2 separate regions of the Rattus norvegicus genome follow, and region 1 is linked to region 2. A link is a contact called in public Hi-C data. All regions are on one chromosome and are shown on one strand. Each heading gives the region's core, a stretch centred on a gene start, on an enhancer-like site or on the middle of the called end of the contact. The rest is flanking DNA. Distances are from core to core; before and after follow the strand shown. Region 1 overlaps Etl4 (enhancer trap locus 4). Region 2 holds the start of Etl4 (enhancer trap locus 4).

Region 1 (5,196 bases), core at 1,791-4,290, 81 kb before region 2:
TCAAACACTCACTTTCTTCCCTCCAAATGCAATCATCTCTACAGCATTCCGATGCCCTACACTTTCAACATTCCTCCCATCTCTTCTCCGTAGCCTAGCCCACAAGGACTTGACTTCCTGCTTCTCCAGTCTCTTCTAACTGTGCCTTAGCTGCCTTCCTAGTCTTTATGAAGGCATGTTCCAGCAACACCAAACTACACACCTTTCCCCCACCCCCGCCTGCCAAAGCCGCGGGACTTTATTCTTCCAGGAGCTTTCCTCCTCACAGCAGACTTTGCAGTACAGGAAATTCTTAGAGAAGCCTCTTAGGAAGAGCTGTTGGGAGGAGCTTCAAGGCAAATATTATAGCTCCAGGTGGATCTGCAGCAACCCTCCATGCAAAAAGAAAATGAAGGAGAGTTTTAAGTCTTTTCTGTAGCATCAGGGGTGGGTGTAACATGGGAACAATAAAGCAACAGTGAACTGGAATGCTTAAAAACATTCAAACGCTGGAGAAGCCCACAGAAGCGGCCATTAGGACAACCATACAGCATACGTCTTGCTGGCTGTGGTGGTACAATACCTTTCATTTTAGCACTTGGGAGGCAAAGGCAAGTGGATGTTTGTGAGTTTGAGGCCAACCAGGTTTACACAGTGAGGTCCAGTCCAGCTTGGGCTCATTAACGAAACTGGATTCTTTCACAGGTCCACTGCCACTCAACTGAATCCACAAAGCTGCAAGCCAAAATTAAGCTTTTCATAGACGTTGATTATCTCAGGCATTTGTTACAGAAACAAAGCTGACTACCGCACTGGGACTGCAGCCTTAGTGTAGGGAATTATTCCAGTATATAGAGGAAGCTCCCCCTCCCCCTTTCCTACAACTGTAGCTGTTAGTAGGTAGAAAAGTGATGGTTGTGGTAGAACAAGCAAACAAACAAATGTTTACGGGCTCCTCAGTTGACCTGGGAAAGACAAAGCCCCACCTAAGAGGCTTTAGGAAGCCGGTGTCATTTGGTGGAAGGGTCTCCTACAGGCAAAACAAGATGTCAGGGGATGCTAACAAATTGTTTATAAGAGGAATCCCATCTACAGCTGCCTGTGAATGTCATCATAAACCTATCAACATGGGGACTGAGTGCAGCACCGTGGGAGGATGCTAGCTACTATGCTTAACACTCTGGGTTTGATTCCCAGCACCACCAAAAAAAAAAAAAAAAAGTACTTGGATATGGGTCAACAAGATGGCTCAGTGGTACAGGCGCTTGCCACAAAAGTATTGACCTGAGGTTGATTCCCCAGCATGGTGGAAAGAGATAATCAACTTCTAAAAGTTTTCTTCTAGCCTCCACATGTACACTGTGGCAAGAACATGCCCATGACAACAGCACACTTCTTTCTCTCCCTCCATGTCCCCACAGCCACAAACAAGTAAACTTGAAAAATAAAAATAAGTACCCGAATCTGAGAACCTGCATCCAAGACCCAGCCCTAAGAAATCATGGCTCTGCCAATGACGGTGATAGCCAATGAAATAGAGTCTTTATTTTCCATTTCCAAAGAGCTACACAACAGAGGATTATATACGTCATGATTTTTAGCAATCTCTGCATCTCTGTGACATGTGCTCTAACGACACTATCTGTAATATCCATTCTCACTTTGACAGGACAGCAGAGGCAAGAATCAGGGCAGCTATGAAGGCCACACGGTAGAAAGTGGCAAGAGGAGTGTCCGACAATAGTGTGTCGAGCCCCAAAACAGCGTACTGCATCCTACCATGACTTCTCTCTACAATCACCAACACCGAGCTCCCCCCTCAGCTTCCTGACCCCTGGAAGATGATTCTTCCTAATTCTTACATTCATTAAGCTGAAGTCTTTACCCAGTAGCTTTTGACAAGGACTAATGAGGCTGTCTAGGCAGAGCACTCTCAAACCTTCAACCCCAATGCCTCCCTATTCCCTGAGACATAGTTAATTAAAAAAAAAAAAAACCTTCACACTTAAAATTTAAAAAATCATTATAACCTGTTATATAAATAAAAACACAGGTATGTAATAGCAGCACACAGCTGTAATCCTAGCATTCAGAAGTGCTCTGCAGGATCAGGAGTTTAAGGTCATCCTTAGCTCTGTCCGCATTTGTAGCTAATGACGCCCTGCCTCCAAGCACATACACACATAAAGGAAAAACAAAAGACAGAAATTATGCACACTAAGATACATTTCGTGTGTAATTTCTCAGGTTTAGCAGCACAACACAAGATATAAGAAGACAGGCTAGTTTTGTGGTGTACACCAATGTCTTAGCACTTCAGACAGAACCTGGGGGCTCTTAAGTTTGAGGCCAGTCTGAGCTATATACTTAAATTCCATACCAGCCACAACTCCATAGTAAGACCCTATCTCAGAACAAACAGATTAAAAAAAAAAAAAAAGCAAACATTTTCATATGACATCGTCCTACGTGCACACTGGTGTAAGCAGAGATGTTTTTATCTTAAAATAAAAGTGAATATATAAAGTTCTAAAAAAAAAAAAAAAAACCACACCGGAAAACACTCTGTGCCAGCTGTGTCCTTGGGAACTTCAGCAATATTTAGCATGGTTTTGTTTACATAAAAACATATTGAAGGTACACTACCTTTCTTTGTCTCTTGTCACAATATAAATGCATAAATAAGCTTCTTCTTTTAGCTTTCCACTAGTGTGTGTTTGTATATACATATATATGTATACACATACAAACTCTATGCACACAAATACATACATCTATATAATAGTATTAATATTAGAATCTCCAAAATGCCTGGCCAAACATTCTGAAATCCTGGCCTCACACGGACAGTTCAGATCTTCATACTGTGAGACCCTTTGTGTCCCTGGCCTGTGCACACAAAATGTCACTGTCCCCATTACTCTTATAAGCAAAGGGACCCCATGAATTCCCACAATGCAGCACAGTGGCTGGCACTTTTCCTCTAGCATCATCCAGGCTGAGGCAGGCACTTGCCTCACATTTCATGTTTCTCCGGCTCCTGTTTCGCTCCCAGACAGCTAGGAAGACTTCGCTGTCAAATTCTCTCCTGTTTTGAGAATCCAAGCATGCTGCAGTGTCAACTCCTTCTGTGGTTATTAGCCAAGATGTGTGAGCTGGAATTCTCAGCTTTTGACGCTGTGACAGAGAACATCCCCCTAACCTTTGCGTCTTCCTTGCCACTTAGTCCCAATATTGGAAGATGATCCAATGAGGCACGCGTTGTGTTTACTCTTAGAGGAGACAGTCGGGGGTTACGCTCATAATCTATAACTGGGAACAATTAACTCTCTTTCTCTCTATTCTTGTTCATGTCAAAAATACTTGCATGAAAATGACAATGGAGGCTGGGAGGTGACGTGAAATTAACAAATCTGGGATACTAAAGTCAAAGAAGGGGCTACAGTTTTCTAAAACTGCAAAGAGTGAGTATGACTGATTATGAACTACTGTTCTAACTCAGAGAACAATCTCGATGTAACTCATTCGTTAGTTACCCAGGAGACATTGCGGTTTCACGGCGCACAGGAGGGGGTTCTGTGCTATGTGCACATAAACTTTCGATTCCTATGAACCATAATCACCTAAGAGCTTTGTTCAGGTTGAATCTGGGCTCAGCTATTCTAATATGGAGACTGGGAGCATACATTTCTAATCTTGGGGCTCAGAGCCCCCAAACTTTAGCATGCTGAGTACTTTGAACAAAAGACAGTCTTTTGAGTCAACCTCAGAACCAGAGATTTTTCTGACCTTCTGCTTCCAACCCCTGCAGGGATCTCTCTCTCGATGAAGTTCCCATAGTTGAGGCTCCTCCAAAATGAACACAATGGCCTTCACTCCCTTCCATAACATGTCTTCCAATAGTCAGGATTCACTTCACAGCCAGAAACAAAGGCCACCCACCACGCCCAGGCAGACTTTTCATTGTTTTTCTGGCCAACTTAATTTGGGCTCATTCACACACTACTGTCTATCTAGTCTTTGGAGGCTCACCCAACATCCTAAAAATATCCTTTATTAACTCTTGAAACCACTCACAACTCATCTCCATTCCTCACTTCCCTGCGAAGAGGATATTGAGTTACGGGTTTTTGAAAGACTTTCGTGCTCATGGGCACATTACCTTGTGTTTTGCTTGTTAATAACCTGTTATCATTTATGTCAGCAGACGAAAACAGGGACCCTTCAAATGGGGAAGGGCATCTCCCTCCTTTATGAAGCTCCAGGACACGCTGTCAGCAGACAATGTCTTGAATAACCAAAAACTTTAGGGAGCAAAACAATGAAGGTTGAACCCCAATTTCATAGAACTTTACGGTTCATAAGGCAATGCCTTCCTTTCAAACCAAACGGAAGAGATTGTGGATCCATGGAGGAGAGCTTACCAAATATATGCAGGGCCCTGGTTTCGCTGTAAAATATAATTAATACACAATAAAATATAGAATAATGCAGGAGGGAAAGCGTTTTTTGAGACCCAAGAAGTACTGTTAAGCCAGGAGAATAGTTAGCTCTCTGGGAAGATACAGTGACAAAGGTGGCCTTGAGACTGACATCATAGTGAACCCAGAGAGCTAGCCATAGAGCAAGACAGGGAACATGTGCCTGGATAGGGATCGGGGACGAAACGGGGACAAAGTTCAAGAGTGGCTGCGCAAGTGAAGAGAGAGATGCCTCATATAAATGGATGATGGCAGAGGTGAGGAGAAAATGGTGGGAGTCACTGGCATAAGGACCATTGAAGAAGCACGCCAATACTCAAGTCAGGATGTTTAGAACTCAGATCCAGAACCATTCTCAGAGCAGTAGGAGGGACAGGCTCAGAAGAGAGAAGAGAGGCCTCTGAGTCAATAAAGAGGCCATTGTGACAGTCCGCAGAAAGGAAGGCCTGGAATGGAGACGAACATGTATGTAACTAGGATAGGCAAAGTGGAAACATCCACACTACATCCCCTCTGCTGGACTCTAGGGAATAAGGCACCAACCACACCCTCCTGCCCTGACAAGGCTGTGAGAACGTCTTTAAATGACCGAGAAAGCTTTTATAAACGAACAGTTGTAATCCTCTTGGAAGGCTCATCTAAGCAATAGAGAAAATAACTGAAAGACACATTTGGTTTTTTGTCCAGACACTTGAGATTTTATGTATTATTGACACGTGTATTGTGCATGCAAGTG
Region 2 (5,007 bases), core at 311-2,810:
GTCTCCTCTAGAATCTGAGTAGTTTCTTTCAGGACAGGCCCAGAGGTTGGATTCCTGCTGTAGGAACCGTCCTATCAAAAGAGAGCAAGTCGGGGGCCTTTCCCAGGCTGGAGGCCACCAGCCCTCAAACTGTGCTCAGACAAGTGGACTGCCCTCTCAGGGCTCAGGAGTTCATTGAACATTTAGGAGGCAGGCTTCCTTTTCAGTTCGCTGGGGGATTTTTCTCTCCTAATTGTATTTTCTTCTGTCTGGCTTGGCTTTGCATTTTCAGTGTGGATGAGTCATGTGCTACTTCCTTTTTCATTTTAAAAAACACACACCTTTTCCCTTGTGCACAATCCCCACTCCCACGCGCTGCTGTGCACAGTCCTGCACATCTTTGTGTTACTAACTGGCCCTTCCATGAACCTGGACGGGTAGGGCGCGGCGGTTCGAGATTGTGCGGTAGGTGCCCGGACAGCCTGCAATGAGAGGGGCTGAGGGGCGCTGGCATCACAGTCTGCAGCCACCCACCCTCCCGGCAAGATTTATTTGGAACTATATAAGGTTCTGGAAATTCCCAACGGAAAAGCCAAGTCTATTATAAACACAATGTAGAAAAGAAACTGCCTGGAGAAAATACAGAAAAACTGTTTTAAGAACTCCCAACTTTTGCATTTAAGCAGAAAGCCCTAGAGTTCTATCTATCATCTAGATGCCCAAGTACTCCCCAGCCGTTCGGATCTGCAAAATAAAAACATCCTTAAACTCCAATTTAACTCCAAAGCACTGCAAAACTTTGCAGCCCGCAAGAAACTGCCCCCATGGAAACTCCTAACCAATGAATGGAACCGCTGCGCCCCGGAGGTAGGTGCAAAATTGTCTTTCCGAGCCTTCCGAAGCACCGGGAAATTATCAAATCGCTGCTGGGCGATTCATTTGTCATTGCTTAGAGATTCCCGCACCAAGTGCTTGCTCACTGTTCGACCAGTTTGACACCATACACCACCTCTTCACCGACTTTAGGAAGATCTCACAAGAGATAAAGTAGAGCCAAGAAAACCACAGCTCTGGGCTCAGTTTGAAAGTACACCCCACCCCCTCGCCCAACACACACACACACACACACACACACACACACACACACACACACACACACACACACACACACACACACACACCAAGAAATAGACTTTTCCTGGCGCCAGGCGCCGGCTCTCCAGCTCTAAGCAGCGTGCGTGTAACTCCAGCTTTGAGGACTGTTACTTACGGGGCATCTGTCTGCTGTCTGCAGAGGGAGGCAGGTTCGGCTCACATTTCTGGCCTTCGCTTTCTTCCATTGTCCCTGCCGGCCGGCCAGGCTTCTCCCTCTGGAAACTTCAGAGCGCAGTTCGGAAAGCTCGCAGAAAGCGCTTGGAAGGGGGCCCGGGGGTGGGGCGGAGGGGACCGGCGAAACCCCACCCCAACTAGTCTCCACTCCGGTGCAAAGTCTCCCTCGCCCGGGAAGACCGCATTCCAGCGCCCGGCCTCCCTCCGCCCGGGTCTCCGAGCGTCCGCCACCCGCCTGCTGTCGCCCGGACTAGGGGCTGTGCCTTGGAGGCGGCGGCTGTCCCCGCCTCTGCCGCCCAACAGGTGACGGCTCTGCTGACCCAGGACGCAGCCTGCTGGGTTTCCCGGGACTCGCAGCTTAGGGACGCAGGAACTGCAGTTGCAAGCCAGGCCCAACCCTCCTGAAACCCAGGAGCCCAACAGGCCCCCCAGATTGACTAAGTAATAAGGAGAGAACTACTGAATCCCGAAAAGTTATGGGAAATCTCTTTAAAAGTTTTTTTTTTTAAAGGAAAGTATATACTAAATGTTGCGAAATAAACACTTTACACACGAACTCTGTAGGGGACTAATTAGCATCTCTAAAGAAGTATTGTAATCTTCTCTAGTCAACTTCAATCGCTTTCTTACCTGGACTTTAACCTCTGAATTTTAAACCCTTGTTTTCTTTATTCACCTTCACTTTCTTGGACTTCTTGTGCTCCCAACACACACACACACACACACACACACACACACACACACACATACACACACATACACACACACACACATACACACACACACCATCCATACACACAAACACTCCTCTTGATCACAAACCTGAAAGCCACCTACTAAATCAACCTTCTGAGTCTCTCAAGTTAATTACTTTAAAACATCTGAGAGGCAATTAAAATGTTTTTCTTTGGATGGGCAGAATTACATCCGACGGACTTGTTCTCCTTTTAAACAAACCTACAAATATTTATTTTGTCCACTACCCAGTCCTTGGAAATCTGGCAAAGTTCCCAGAAAGTGAAAATAGGAGGCACCATGTCCACACACAAAAAAGGATGGGAAAAGAATCCACGCAGCATTTGCCCCGGCTCTTTTAGAGATCTGAAGAGAATCCAATAGCTAACGGTGACATTTTAATCTACAGCCCCAAATCATCTCAGAGGGAGAGGACAATGGTCATCTTGCCTGCCATACCTTGACCCAATTTGCTGCCCATTCCAGCAGGACTGGACATTGATTAGAACAGGAATGTGTGCAGGACAATGGCTGGCCTCTGGACCAGATTATGACCTTGAGTCACCTGTGTGTCTTGGCAGCAGTTAGGGACATAGTTTGGCCATTTTGAACATAAAAAATGCGGAAGTCTCTAAAAGACAAAAAGTGTGCCACAAGTTAAGGTATGAACAGCACCCATATTGGGGGACGAGCCCCTCATTTTCTAATAGGATTTTTCTGGAAATCCTAGACAATGTGGAGGTCCTGTAGAAAACTCAAGCAGTATCCTGGCAGGGGGAATACAAACAGTGGGTTTATTTTGTATTGAAGGATTTATTTTTATTTTATGTGTATGGGTGTTTTGTGTACACATAGGTATATGCACCACATTGGTGCAGTGCCCACAAAGCCCGAAGAGGGTGTTGGTCCTCTCTAACTGGTGTTAGATGGTTGTGAGACATCACGTGGGTGTTGGGAGTGAGACCTGGGTCCCCTGAAAGAGCAACAAGTACTCTTACCTGTTGAGTCATCTCTCCAGCTCCAAGGAGCAGGTTTACACGGCAAATAACTAGAAGTTTCCATGACCTTGCAGTCACAGCCGATGACCTTAGTCAAGGAAGTCATGAAGTACAGCTACCCCCTCACTCCTGGTATTTATTTAGGTCCAAGAATTCACAGAGGGGGACCCACTTGGTGGTACAGGCTTATACTCCCCAGCAACTGAGGCAGCAAGATGGTAAATTCAAGGCTTCCATTTGCTACAGAGTGAGCTCAAAGCCCTCTTGAGCAACTGAGTGATAACCAGGTTTTGAAAGCACAGGGAGTAGGGGTGTAGCTCAGTGGTAGAACATTTGCCCAGCAGGTTCAAAAGCCGGTTTGAATGGAAGCACCACAAACAAAACAAAACAACAAACAAACAAACAACAACAACAACAACAATGAAAAAACCCACAAAACCTTAACAAAGTAAGAGTCTGCTGCATTCAGGCTTCTGGCTGGATTGTTCTTGCTGTCTTTCTGTGTGTATTTATGTGCTTGGATATGTGACTGTGCATGTCTCACATGCCCGGAGGTCAGAAGAGGACGCTCAATGTTTTCCTTCACTACTTTCCACCTTATTCCCATTGAGTCGGGTCTCTTCCTAACCTAGGTTTTTGGCTAGGCTGCTAGTCAGCAGACCTCCTTGTTACTGTTCTCCTCAAACCTGGGCTTACCGGCAAGCACAGGGGGCCCAACTTGGTATGTGCAGGATGAGATACAAACCCCCAGTCCTCACGATTGTATAGCAAGTGCTTTTAGCTGCTAACGCATCTCTCCAACCCCCTCAAGTCATAGATAACTTTTCAAGTTATCAATGCCACTGGGATGAGCAGTAAGCTGAGACAGGAGGCTAAGGGCTTTGAGACTACCAGGACTGTTGCCCTGTGGAAACAGCCAGCCCCATCTGAGCAGCTCTTGTCTGTCACTGGACACAGTATAGGAACAAGCCTTCATGACGAGGGTAGTGACATCAGGCCACTGCAGCCAGTCGACAGGGACCTTCCCTTCAATTGCATTCAGCTAGGACAGATCCATCTGAGGATAGGAATGATGTCACCACCCTCCTGGTGCTGAGCGCAAAGCAATGGAGCCATTTTTGGTCCTCTGTAGATCCCTAGATGGGCCAGAGGAAATTCTTCCATACTCAGGACTCAGGAGCTCCAGGCGCCCAAGGAACCCCTCTACTGATCAAATACCTCTGATACTCACCTTCTCTCTCATGGGAAAAGCAGGCTACTGCTACCTCTGTAGATACCCCAGCTATCCTGCACAGGATGGATAAGAGGATGAGAAAGACAGTGAACTTACATCACCAAAGACCGTGGCCCACACACATAGTGATGGTGAAATGTCCTTCTGCAGGACCACATCTTATAGGCAGAGCTGAGGTGAATCGCTGGACTTCTTTACTTCTCTTTAAGAACAGGAACTGAAAATATGTTTTTAAAGACCCAGTTCATGTCACCGTGCCTGCTATTCCACATATCTCTCCTCCAGGCACAATGAGTTTATTAAGAACTTTTCACTGTCTGTCAAGTTCCTAGGAAAAACATTCATTCATACACACACACACACACACACACACACACATATAAACACATACATACACACATACATGCATACATACACACACATATAAACACACACATAGATACATATACATACACACATACACACATGTACATACATGCATACATACATACATACATACATACAGTAGCTGTATTCTGCAATCTACATAAACTTGCACTCAAACCTTCAAGAAAAATACTGTGATTGTCACTCCAGGGGCTGGAGTGATGGTCTTTTATTCTAGAGGCAACTCTGAACAAGAAGCATTCTGTGCCTTTAAAAAATGTCATTTCTGGCTTTCAAATTTTCGATCACCATCCAATCTTCTCATTACTGTACTTCAAAATTTGCAGGAAAAGCAAGAACCTAAAT

What was found. Hi-C and Micro-C count contacts between places; a contact is called where the count stands out from the background.
Region 1: a Hi-C map of psoas muscle shows a contact between it and region 2, with 1.7 times the contacts expected there. The contact joins the enhancer-like site here to the promoter of Etl4 in region 2. A contact is called at or near these places in 2 of 12 Hi-C or Micro-C datasets (hepatocytes and psoas muscle).

The regions. Positions count from the first base shown.
Region 1 is chr17:87,998,890-88,004,085 of GRCr8, reverse strand. All of the region lies in intron 2 of Etl4 (enhancer trap locus 4), which reads right to left. It also overlaps the pseudogene LOC134482760. Among named protein-coding and RNA genes, the nearest start is that of Etl4, 82 kb to the right of the region's middle. Within about 2 kb of position 3,040, at least 1 of the 93 cell types and tissues checked has an H3K27ac peak or open chromatin away from gene starts, as enhancers often do.
Region 2 is chr17:87,916,359-87,921,365 of GRCr8, reverse strand. It overlaps Etl4 (enhancer trap locus 4), which reads right to left and starts at 1,560. Exons shown (of 21, transcript NM_001427790.1): 1 at 1,250-1,560. The coding sequence starts at 1,319.